Linked DNA regions of Gossypium hirsutum: region 1 is linked to region 2. A link is a contact called in public Hi-C data. All regions are on one chromosome and are shown on one strand. The core of a region is the stretch at or near the end of the contact, and the rest is flanking DNA. Distances in the headings are between cores, read along the strand shown. Region 1 holds the start of LOC107886489. Region 2 holds the start of LOC107886492 (regulator of G-protein signaling 1).

The links. Hi-C and Micro-C count contacts between places; a contact is called where the count stands out from the background.
Region 1: a contact with region 2 is called in a Hi-C map of leaf, with 2.8 times the contacts expected there. The contact joins the promoter of LOC107886489 here to the promoter of LOC107886492 in region 2. A contact is called at or near these places in 2 of 34 Hi-C or Micro-C datasets (hypocotyl and leaf).

What each region holds. Positions count from the first base shown.
Region 1 is chrA03:94,062,612-94,067,996 of Gossypium_hirsutum_v2.1, reverse strand. It overlaps LOC107886489, which reads right to left and starts at 3,570. Exons shown (of 6, transcript XM_041098771.1): 1 at 3,239-3,570; 2 at 2,609-2,676; 3 at 379-2,509; 4 at 1-224. The coding sequence starts at 3,368.
Region 2 is chrA03:93,905,238-93,910,709 of Gossypium_hirsutum_v2.1, reverse strand. LOC107886492 (regulator of G-protein signaling 1) reads right to left here and starts at 3,842. Exons shown (of 11, transcript XM_016810466.2): 1 at 3,482-3,842; 2 at 3,164-3,284; 3 at 3,012-3,075; 4 at 2,861-2,945; 5 at 1,327-1,400; 6 at 692-883; 7 at 414-502; 8 at 43-281. The coding sequence starts at 3,561.

The DNA.
Region 1 (5,385 bases), core at 2,321-4,820, 160 kb before region 2:
TTTCTCTTCCAAGGTACAACTTTGATTTCCATGCCTTGATACCCCAAATTCTTTCCGGAAATCAATTCCTTCTTGTGAAACAGGTGTAGGATGGCCATCCACAAGGCTGGAAATCTGATCATATGAATCTCTAGCCTTTATTGCTGATGCAACATCCGGTTGGGCTGCTTCATTTTGGCTTTTCAAGTTGCCATCATTGGTATCATCCATATCATTGTAACCTGCTAAAGTTGGTATTAATACTAGAAAAAGTTATTTCTTGTGTATTATTTCTATTAATCCTGGACTATGGTTGAAATGGAAAAGATATTTTTTGGGGGGAAAGGGGGGACAAGGGGGTGGGGGGTGTAAATAAATTGCATATAAGTAGGAACTTACCCCCAAAGTGGGGCACTTGATTTGTTTCACTAACTTCCTGCATTTTCATTGATGAGATCAGACCAGATTCAGATATTTCTCCACCTGCAGAACGTTTTCCAAGAAAAGAAACTGGATCACCTTTACTGCCCAAATCTTTGTCTTTAATGGCTTCTACAGCCTGAAAAGTTTCCACATGAACATCTTTTGCAGAAGAGACTTCACTATCTACTTGACTAGGATTTGATTTTTGCCTTTTCCTGTTCTTCTTCCCACCGCTCGCATTGGCCGTCGACAAATGGTTTTGTTTTACGGATTCAGCATTCAAGGGATCTACGACAACCATCGTATTTTCCAATTTCTGACCTAAAGTACACTCAGTGGTTACAGTATTGAGATCAGTAGCTTGTTCTCCATTTTCTATTAAAGAATTGTCATTAACATCTTTCTTCTCGGCTTTGCGCTTTTTCTTTGATACAGGCCGAGATTGAAAGGAATCTTCTTTTGACTCATGTTCCTGGTCCTTGTGAGCAACATCTTTATGTTTATTAGTTTCCAATTCAGAATGTTCTCCTGGAACGTTTATTCCCCCATCGGCCATCTTTTTCCTAGCAGTTGACCTCTTATTTCTGTCAGAAGACAAACTCCGAGAGGTTTCATCCACATGAATTTGGCTTCCCAGATTTGCATCATTCAAAGCCAAACTTGGTCCATTATGAATCAAATTTTCTTCAAGTACACGGCCTGAATCCAACGCATCTTTCCCAGATTCAACAACTAAAGCACCATTTTCTTTAGAATCATGGTGGATGGCATATTTGTTTCTCTGGGGCACTTGATTTGTTTCACTAACTTCCTGCATTTTCATTGAAGAGATCAGACCAGTTTCAGATATTTCTCCACCTGCAGAATGTTTTCCAAGAAAAGAAACTGGATCACCTTTACTGCCCAAATCTTTGTCTTTAATGGCTTCTACAGCCTGAAAAGTTTCCACATGAACATCTTTTGCAGAAGAGACATCACTACCTCCTTGACTAGGATTTGATTTTTGCCTTTTCCTGTTCTTCTTCCCACCGTTTGCATTGGCCGTCAACAAATGGTTTTGTTTTACGGATTCAGTATTCAAGGGGTCTACGACAGCCCTCGTATTTTCCAGTTTCTGACCTAAAGTGCACACAGAGGTTGTATTGAGATCAATAGCTTGTTCTACATTTTCTATTAAAGAATTGTCATTAACATCTTTCTTCTTGGCTTTGCGCTTTTTCTTTGATGCAGGCCGAGATTGAAAGGAATCTTCTTTTGACTCATGTTCCTGATCCTTGTGAGCAACATCTTTATGTTTATTAGTTTCCAATTCAGAATGTTCTCCTGGAACGTTTATTCCCCCATCGGCCATCCTTTTCCTAGCAGTTGACCTCTTATTTCTGTCAGAAGACAAACTCCGAGAGGCTTCATCCACATGAATTTGGTTTCCCAGATTTGCGTCATTCAAAGCCAAACTTTGTCCATTATGAATCAAATTTTCCTCAAGTACATGGCCTGAATCCAATGCATCTTTCCCAGATTCAACAACTAAAGCACCATTTTCTTTAGAATCATGGTGGATGGCATATTTGTTTCTCTTTTTAGTTTTCTGCTTTTCCTTTAAAACAGATGTAGCTACAGAAGCTTGTAGATCTTCAGATATTTTGTCATCTCCAACATCTTTCGACTGTACCTTCGGCCTTGACCCCGTGTTGGTAGCAGGGAACGAAACCTGATTATTACTATCAGCTGTATGTTCAGCTTCCTTACACAAATTTCCTGAGTTTTCTTTGGTGGAATTGCTAAAACCAAACTGTTGAGACGCAGAATTCTGTTTTGCATGACAGTCATCTCTGTCTTGTAGCAAAGGTGCATCATTGACATTGGACAATCTTTTGGCTTTATCAACAGGTAGAAGATCAACAACATCAACCGAATAATTATTAATTCCAGTACCGAAGCAGGCTACAATGTTGCCAGCATCAGGTTCAATGGAATTATGATTTTCCCTATGCTCTTTAGCACTCGAGGCATCAACCGAAAGAAACCAACTCCTGCTCACTCCACCAAAAGCACTTTTCACAAACATGGAATCAGAAAGGTGATAAAGAAATCCTTTGCGCTTTACCTATTCATGTTAACAAAGCCATGTCAATGTAAAATTTAAAATCAACAGTAAGACATCCTTAACAAGTAGCATCATAACAGTACAAGATATAGCACCAACCTTTAACGCATTAATCTTTATCTCCCCAATGTTGGGAAAGCACAACGGGTGTTCATACAGTATCTTTTCTGCAAATCAGCAGCACATAGATATTACTAACTAAAACAGAACTTTACAACACTTGATCTTAAAGATGAAGTTGATATGTCAGTTACTAAAAGTTGATAAACTAAATTAAGATCAAAATATGTTAGACAACTAGAACCAGTGACTATTTTTGAGAATGATAAAGCACAAGGAGAAATAATACATAACTTCCATAACATAACTATATCTACATTCTACATATCAAAACAATGCACCATTTCTTTTCCTGTTCAAGCATTCTAGAGGAATTCTCAATGGCTACAACAACTTCAGCACTTTAATTCACCTAATTTTAGGTTAATTACAGGGGAAATTTTAGATTTCCTATTCAAGTTCTGATCCTTGAGGTCTCAAATGGATGAACACTTTGAACTGGTATTGAAAAATAAACAAAGTCCAGCCGATAACGTTGCTTTATTACTTTAAAGAAGATAAATTTGTATCCTCCAAAAGCAAAGAATGAAACTTTACTTAAAAAGACAAATGGTAAACCAAAACACCAAGAAATCAAAGATGAGAGGGGAAAGGGAGAAAGTATCATACTTTTAAGATCGGAAACGGTTTCGGAGTCGGAGACGATCATGGCGAGGTGAGTATCAAGGTTGGAATCAATGAAAATACTGTGGTAGACATCGGAACAACCGCAACCGGAGGTGGAATCCGGCTTTTCCATTTCCTTTTTGAAAGGAAGACGGCGACCTATAACCGGGGAAAAAAAGGGTTTCGAGTTTTAAGTAGAAAAGGAAAAGGAAAAGGAGGTAGAGTTTTGTGGAATGAGGGGGGGTTTGTTAGTGTGGAAGACGAACAGACTTCGGCCTAAATGGCGGCATGCGCGAAACAAACTAACTAGAACATGTTGAAGCCTGTCTTGTCCTTTAAAACTGAAGTAGTGAGAATCGGCCTGTTTTTATATTTGAGTTCGGGCTTATTAAACTTAACCCATATAAATAGGAACTGGGTTAGGCTTCACCTAATCTCCATTTTTTTATGATTATTGGATATATCCAAAATTATACAAAATAGAGAGAAATATTTTTATTTTTATTTTTATTTTTAACACTTGAATACCTTAGAATTTCGTGTCGGGTTATTTAATAAATATAATTTATTTTTAATTTTAAAATAATAAATTTAAATTGATTATATTTTTAATTATTTACCTTAAATATATTTCAATACCAATTATATTAAAGATAATAAAAATACTAATTTTCATAATTTTTTTAATTATAAAAATTCAACTTCCCCATTTTTCTAAATACTTGGGTAAATATAATCTTATATAAACAAAAAAAAGTCAAAGTTTCTCACTAAAAAAGTAATATTCATATATGGATAGTGAAATTCTTGACCTTTTTTGAAGAATTATTTGATTATTTTTAAAAATATTTATTAAATGTGTAAAAAATTAAATCTTCCTAAAATCGTGAGAAATTACTTTTACCTTTTTTATTATTTCTTATATAACCGAAGCTGACAAAAATCCGATATGGATAGTCTACACTTTCGACATCTGTATAACTTTATATAAATAACATGTGCTTTCTATTTAATCTTTTTAATTTTATAAAAATTAGTTTAAAAATCTTATTTATTTACTTCAATAATTTATATTTTACTTTATTACAGTATCTTACATAAAAATTTAATTTAAATAATTCTTTCCTATAATAATTTTATGCGTTAACTACATAAATAGTCACTCATCTTTATTCAATTTTTTTCTTTTTGCCACTGAATTATAAAAAATTACATTTTTGTTACTATTATGATCGAGTTATAAAGTTTTGGTCACTCGTTCGTTAACGAGGGTTACAGCCTTTATGAAAAGTGACATGGCATATTAATCCAAGAGTTAATATCTAATTTGACTCTTAAATTATAACTAAAACATTCAATTTAGTCCTTTTACAACTTTTTTTTAATGATGATTCTAAAAAATTTTCAAAAATATCTCTAAAAAATTCTGAAATTTCATTATTTATTTTTTGGAATTAAAAATATGTTTTTTAAAATTTTAAAAATAATCAAAATATCCTTTAAAATATCATAAATTCCAAATTTTATTTAAAAATTAAAAATATCAAAAAAATCTTTTAAAATTCTAAAATTTCATTTTTTTTTTAAAATATTTTTAAATATAATTATGTAAAAAAGTTAAAATTAATAAAATTCTAAATACATAAAAAAATAAAAAATATATAACTAGAAAGCCAACTTCTTCATCATTATCATCAAGAGTTCCTTTTGGAAGCTGGCTTTCAATGGAAATTAACCTTGGTTCAGATTTAGGTGGAAGAGGTAGTGGCGGTGCTGGTTCATCGTGTTGGAACATTTTCAAATATTTATAGTGTTCTAATAACTATAAATGAATGGGTGTAATTAATCAAAAGATTATATTGTTTGATTTTTTGAAAAAGAATTATAACTATTTAAATAATTTTATTTGAATAGTTATAATTAAATGAATAATTACGTGTTTATTTTAAAGACATTAGTATTCAGAAAGACACATATTGATGAAAGATGCCTCTATGAAGAGACATGAAAATTCCTATAAATAGGAATGAGATTTCATTTGGAAATCATACCAACAAATTCTAATATTCTTTCTTTTCATCCTTCATTTTCTAATATTATTAGATTATTCTATAAAGTATTACTGTAGAAATCCTTTATAGAAATTGAGT
Region 2 (5,472 bases), core at 2,593-5,092:
TCAAACTCTAACCAAGTAGAGCTTTGGGAACGTAAGAAGTACCTGTCTGCAAATGCCATAAAAGACTGACGGAACATTTTGTGAGTAAGAAGCTTATCCAATGGTTCATTAGGATCGATGACAACAGCTTGTTCTCCATGCAATAGCAGTCCGCTATCTGGTATCCCCAGAGCTTGACACATTGTTTTGAATTCTATAGATTCCCTTTTTATGAAGCTGATTTGTGTGAGCAGAGGCTGAGAAATTGATATGGAAAAGAAAACCAGTACAAGAATGCTTGCCTGCGAAACATACCTGAACCATCTTAGCAAAAACACGAAAAACATAAGACTCCGGATTACTTCTATCTCAACTCTCTAATGATGCAGACAAGCTAACCAAGAGGCTAAGGAATAAATCAATAACAAACATACCGTAAATAAAAGGATAAATCGGGAGGTGACTTGAAGCCATGAGATATTATCATGAATTTCATTCAAGATGTAAGCTGAAACCCAAAGTCCTGAGAAAACAAAGGAGCATGAAAAAGGAAATGAAGGTCAACATAGTTAAATGACAGAGATATCATTCAAAATAATCAGAATAATACATTGTATCATTATTTGTCACAGTAAAGCCTGTTTCCTTTATCACCAGTGATGATAATATAATATAGACATGCAGAACAAATGAAACGTAGATAAACATGTACCAATTAGTGAGGCTGAGACAAGTATTCCTTGCCACAGGTCTTTGAGTTCATCAAACCTGAACTCTATATGCCGAATTGCCCCAGTGAACCCAACCAAAACAGCTACATACAACGCGTGGAGACACATTACAGCTATTACCCAGTAAGCTTGCAGGTGACATCTGCAATTGAGAGGCTTCTTCACATGAATAACTACAGAACAGTAACCCCTCCAGTTAAAATAAGAATCACATTGGAGTTAAGAGCAAAAAGGAGTCAAAATAATTATCATAAGATCCATAAGTTACAAAGCGTCAATAAGAAAATATCTACTTGAGGCGAGAATAACTCAAATGCAGCAGTGCTATTTGAACCTGTCACTCTTGCATGGTAGTTTATAAGTTTCATGCATTGGTTAACATTATGAACATAAAATGACTAAGGACATGGACAATGAGAATTAAGCAACCAAATACATTGTTAAGCTCCGTAATATTTGTAGACAACAATTGCAAATATTAATTCAAGATATCTGTTGACTCTTGGATCTGATAACTGAATAAATATGTCTAGATAAACAAACGAAACAACTCTTTTGGAAAAAGTGTTGCTATCCGTCCAACTTGATGAACTTGGTAGGTTTCTAAGATTCTTACTTGCAGCACCGGCGATCCATGGCAAGACAATTAGTGGAAGAAAAATATGAGATCTGACTGGTGGTAAACGCCTCCTGAAATATGCAATAACACATAAACTAACCAATTTTTGCTAAATGGAATTTTTAAACAGGTAACATCACCTCTGCCACAATTAACACTGCAATGTGATACAAAACTTGTGGTTTGGCAGCATTATCTCTGATAAACCATCAGATTGGGTAGAAATTTGCTCAATGGCAAAGTCTCGGAGTAGAAAATTGCAGTTAAATTCAGAGAGTGTTTGATTCACTAAATGTAAGATCATCTTTAGTAATAGGATTATTGAAATGTAAGATTACTTGCATATTACAAATTGTGTTACAATATCCTCTTCAATTTTGACTGAAATGTAAGGTTTTTCTATTTGGTTGATGGAATGTAATATTACCTTAAAAACATATTTTACTAAATTATCCTCATACAACTTTGCTACTTTTTTATTATTAACTATACAAAGGTTGAAATTTATGACATGTTTGGTTACTAGTGTAATAACACGAGGAAAAAACTTATTTAATACACATGTTAAAATAGTTGGACTTAAAATAAAGAATAATTAGTACAAATTTTAATTTGAAATTAGAAGGATGAGTAAAAACTCTTGTAAGAAATAAGACCTCTTCAAAATAAGCAAAAAGTTTTCCTTCTCTTTGCCAAAAACAAGTCATTGGCTAAAAATTATCATTTGTAATTAGTTTATTGCTAACTCATGTACAAAAACATGTAGAAAAATAATACTCTTATCAAATGTAGCATTATAGTATTTTATTTTACTAATAAATGAATACATTTATCTAGTAAATTAATTTCATATATTTTTTCTCAAACAAATAAAGGGGAGGAGCAGCTAAGGGATTCTATTTTGATCAAAGGGACAAAGAAAAGTAAAAAAGAATTTTTTTTTTTTGAATTAAAATATGTTATTTGTTATGGTTTAAAGGTAAATTTGACTAAAATGATAAAAAGAAATAATAAATTGTTATAAAAATAACATTTCAGGCGCAATGCAATAGACAAAATGTTAACTTTACTGAACTTATAATAAAAATATATAGTTGAAATGTTAATTGAATAATATATCAAAAAATTGAAAATATTGATTCAATAGTTTTTATTATAATTTAGCTTTGGTTTAAGTAAAAAGAATCAAAGTGTAAAATTGTCAAAAATCTCACAATGTAAGATTACCGATATTAAGAGTGTCACCTATATATCAAATCCCGGCACTATTGGTAATATCACATTACATACTGAAAGTAATTTTTTTTATCCAAACATGGGAAAGTGATTCCAGAATATAAAATTGCACCAATAATATGTGAACAAATCGTCCCCTTATTGATTCAAAAATTATAGCAGTCCCATGACTGAAACATTTCACCTAAAAATTAACAGGATCAAGCATTCCTAAACAATTTAACCAACATGGTTCTATCATTTGTCTATTTACAGTCTGTCTTAAAATCTCCCAAGTAGAAGAATATCCACTTACTTGACAAATGCATAGTACAGTTGAAAGGCCTGTGCTATGCGGCAGCTCATCAACAAACCAAATCCAAGTGGACCTTCAACCCATACTGAAACCAAAACATACTTCAGACAATGTCACGGAAAAATATAACGTAATTTAGAGATCCATAAACCTGCCCAAACATAGCAAGACAACCACCAATGGCTCTTTTTGTACTTGAGGAAATTCCCAGCCATCTGTAAAAAGCGTATGGTTAACAATTTAATGAAGTCATTTATTGTAGATATATAAATAACAAGGAAATTGAATTCTATATTGCTTTACCACAAGCGATAACAGGAAGTCGAAGCTGGCAACAACTTGAATGACTGGAATCCAAAAGGCACTCCCTCTTGCACTTGGAACTTTGTGTATCAAAAAGGGGAAACTTGACCTCACAATAAGTCTGCAGAAAAAGAAAAAGGCACAATTTCAAAAAGAAAATAATCCCACTGAGGCATAACATCGAATAGATGATGACAGAGCAAAACTACCCATCTAAAGATAAAAAAGAATGAACTTTGACTTTGACTTTGACTTCGATATGAAATTTTTATGAGATAAAAAAAATGGGGCTCTTAATAAAGATTCAAAAGAAGGTACAGAATCACGGCGAAGATGGCTATGGAAACAGCAACATAATCGGAGGAGTAGCCACCATGAACGGCGGGACAGTTTGCCATCGTTTTTTCTTCAACATATGATTGATAGTAGATCAAATTAAGGAATTAGATGCGGGGAAAAGAAAAGAGTAAGGTTTGATTAGTCTTTGGGTGGGAAAAACACGGCAGTGGCCTCGTTTTCTTGGCCAAAGAGTCGCCATCGTTTCCATTTCCCACGTGAAGGCTTTGTTTGACTAATGATCAAACCAAAGCAATATTTACCGAAATCAAGGGCTTCGCAAATTTTTATTTCCGTGTCTGTAACATATACACGTGACATTTCGGTAAGCAATGATCAGCTCCATTGCTTGTTTCATATCTTTCTTTTATTTGACTTTTTAACTTCGCAGATGCTTTCTTACTCTGTCCTTTTACTTCAACAAGTATCAAAGTTTTTAGTTAATTTGAGAATCATGAGTATTGAGTTTAATAATATGTATTATGGAGCTTCATTAAAATCAAAGCAATGGTTGTGAAATGTTCAATTTTAAACTATACCAATATAATTTAATTTTGTAACTGATGCAGATAATATTTGTACATAATTTAACATTTATGGACTTTAAGGTCTTTCATAAAATTTAAAATAAAAGAGTAATCTTTAATAAATTATTTAAAGAGGAAAATGAAAATTTCCACTCTTGTGTCCAGCTACTATTAAAATCTGAACCTAACTCTAACCATAAAATCTATAAATAATCAATCCCACTTGTTAATTTTTCACACAAAATCTAAAACATTCATCATCTACTATCTATACCATCTTATATTTTTTTTCTAAATGTGAAAGAACAAAACATTTTCAAATTGTAGGAACATTGGAGTATTCTCTAATGGCTTGATGTCGCAATAATATCGAAATAAATTCACTTGACAACAAAATCATTTGTCACTTACGAGGCATCGGTTTTTATCATGCTAGCTAAATTGAGAATTTTACTTTTGTGCCATCATTCATCTCTACTTTGTTTGAACGATAGAGACCCTAGACCTATATTTTTAATCACTCATGCGGCAAAGCGATAGTACTGTTGGAAGATATAGCGTTATTGACCAACCTTCTAAATAAACGAGCACCTAATAACAAATACAATTTAGCAGATGACCTACTTGCATCATTGGAAAGAGGTATCAATCATGATTCTCATTTCAAAGGGCATCATATTAAGCTAAAATGACTTAAAATTAACTTCAAGTATCTCCCTAAAAAACCCCAAACCCGTACATATTCAATATCATACTAAAGCTTATATTTTTCAATAGATTAGAGGTATATTAATACTAGAAAAATATGACAATTTAGTTCATACCATGTATCTTTAATTGTTAAATATTTTTTGAAGTAATAGGAATAAACAATTTAATATATGGATTTGGCATGCCTATACAGGCTTGTAGAATGGGAAACGTGGAAGTAAATAGTTGCCTTATGATTTTATAATCATGAGGCGGTATCTACTTTCATAGATTACGCTTATATTCTTTGAAGATCTTAGTTTCCCTTTCGCTAGAAGGTAAAACTAGTGGTATATGTTATAAATGTATTACATTCTAGATGTTTTATATTAGTACTAACATTATATATTAAATAGGTGGTTTAGGCATTGTCACTATACAACTTATTAGAAGAATGAAATCATAACAACACAATCATCTATGGATGTTCAATAAAATAATTTGATAATTTTGTGTTAGAATGATATTTATTAACTATAATTAATATCATATCATAATTGATTTTAAATGCATTTATTTCTTTTTATTTTTTTAGCTTGTGTGAATGTTCTATCAAATGACAGAGGTTACTAACATACTAATGGTGAAAGGACATGTGCACGAATGTGTTTTTAACGTGTGGATGTTGCTTATATTCTTATTTTGCATCAAGTGGCACCAATCTAATAGGTTTTATAGGAATTTTCGATGTTTCAA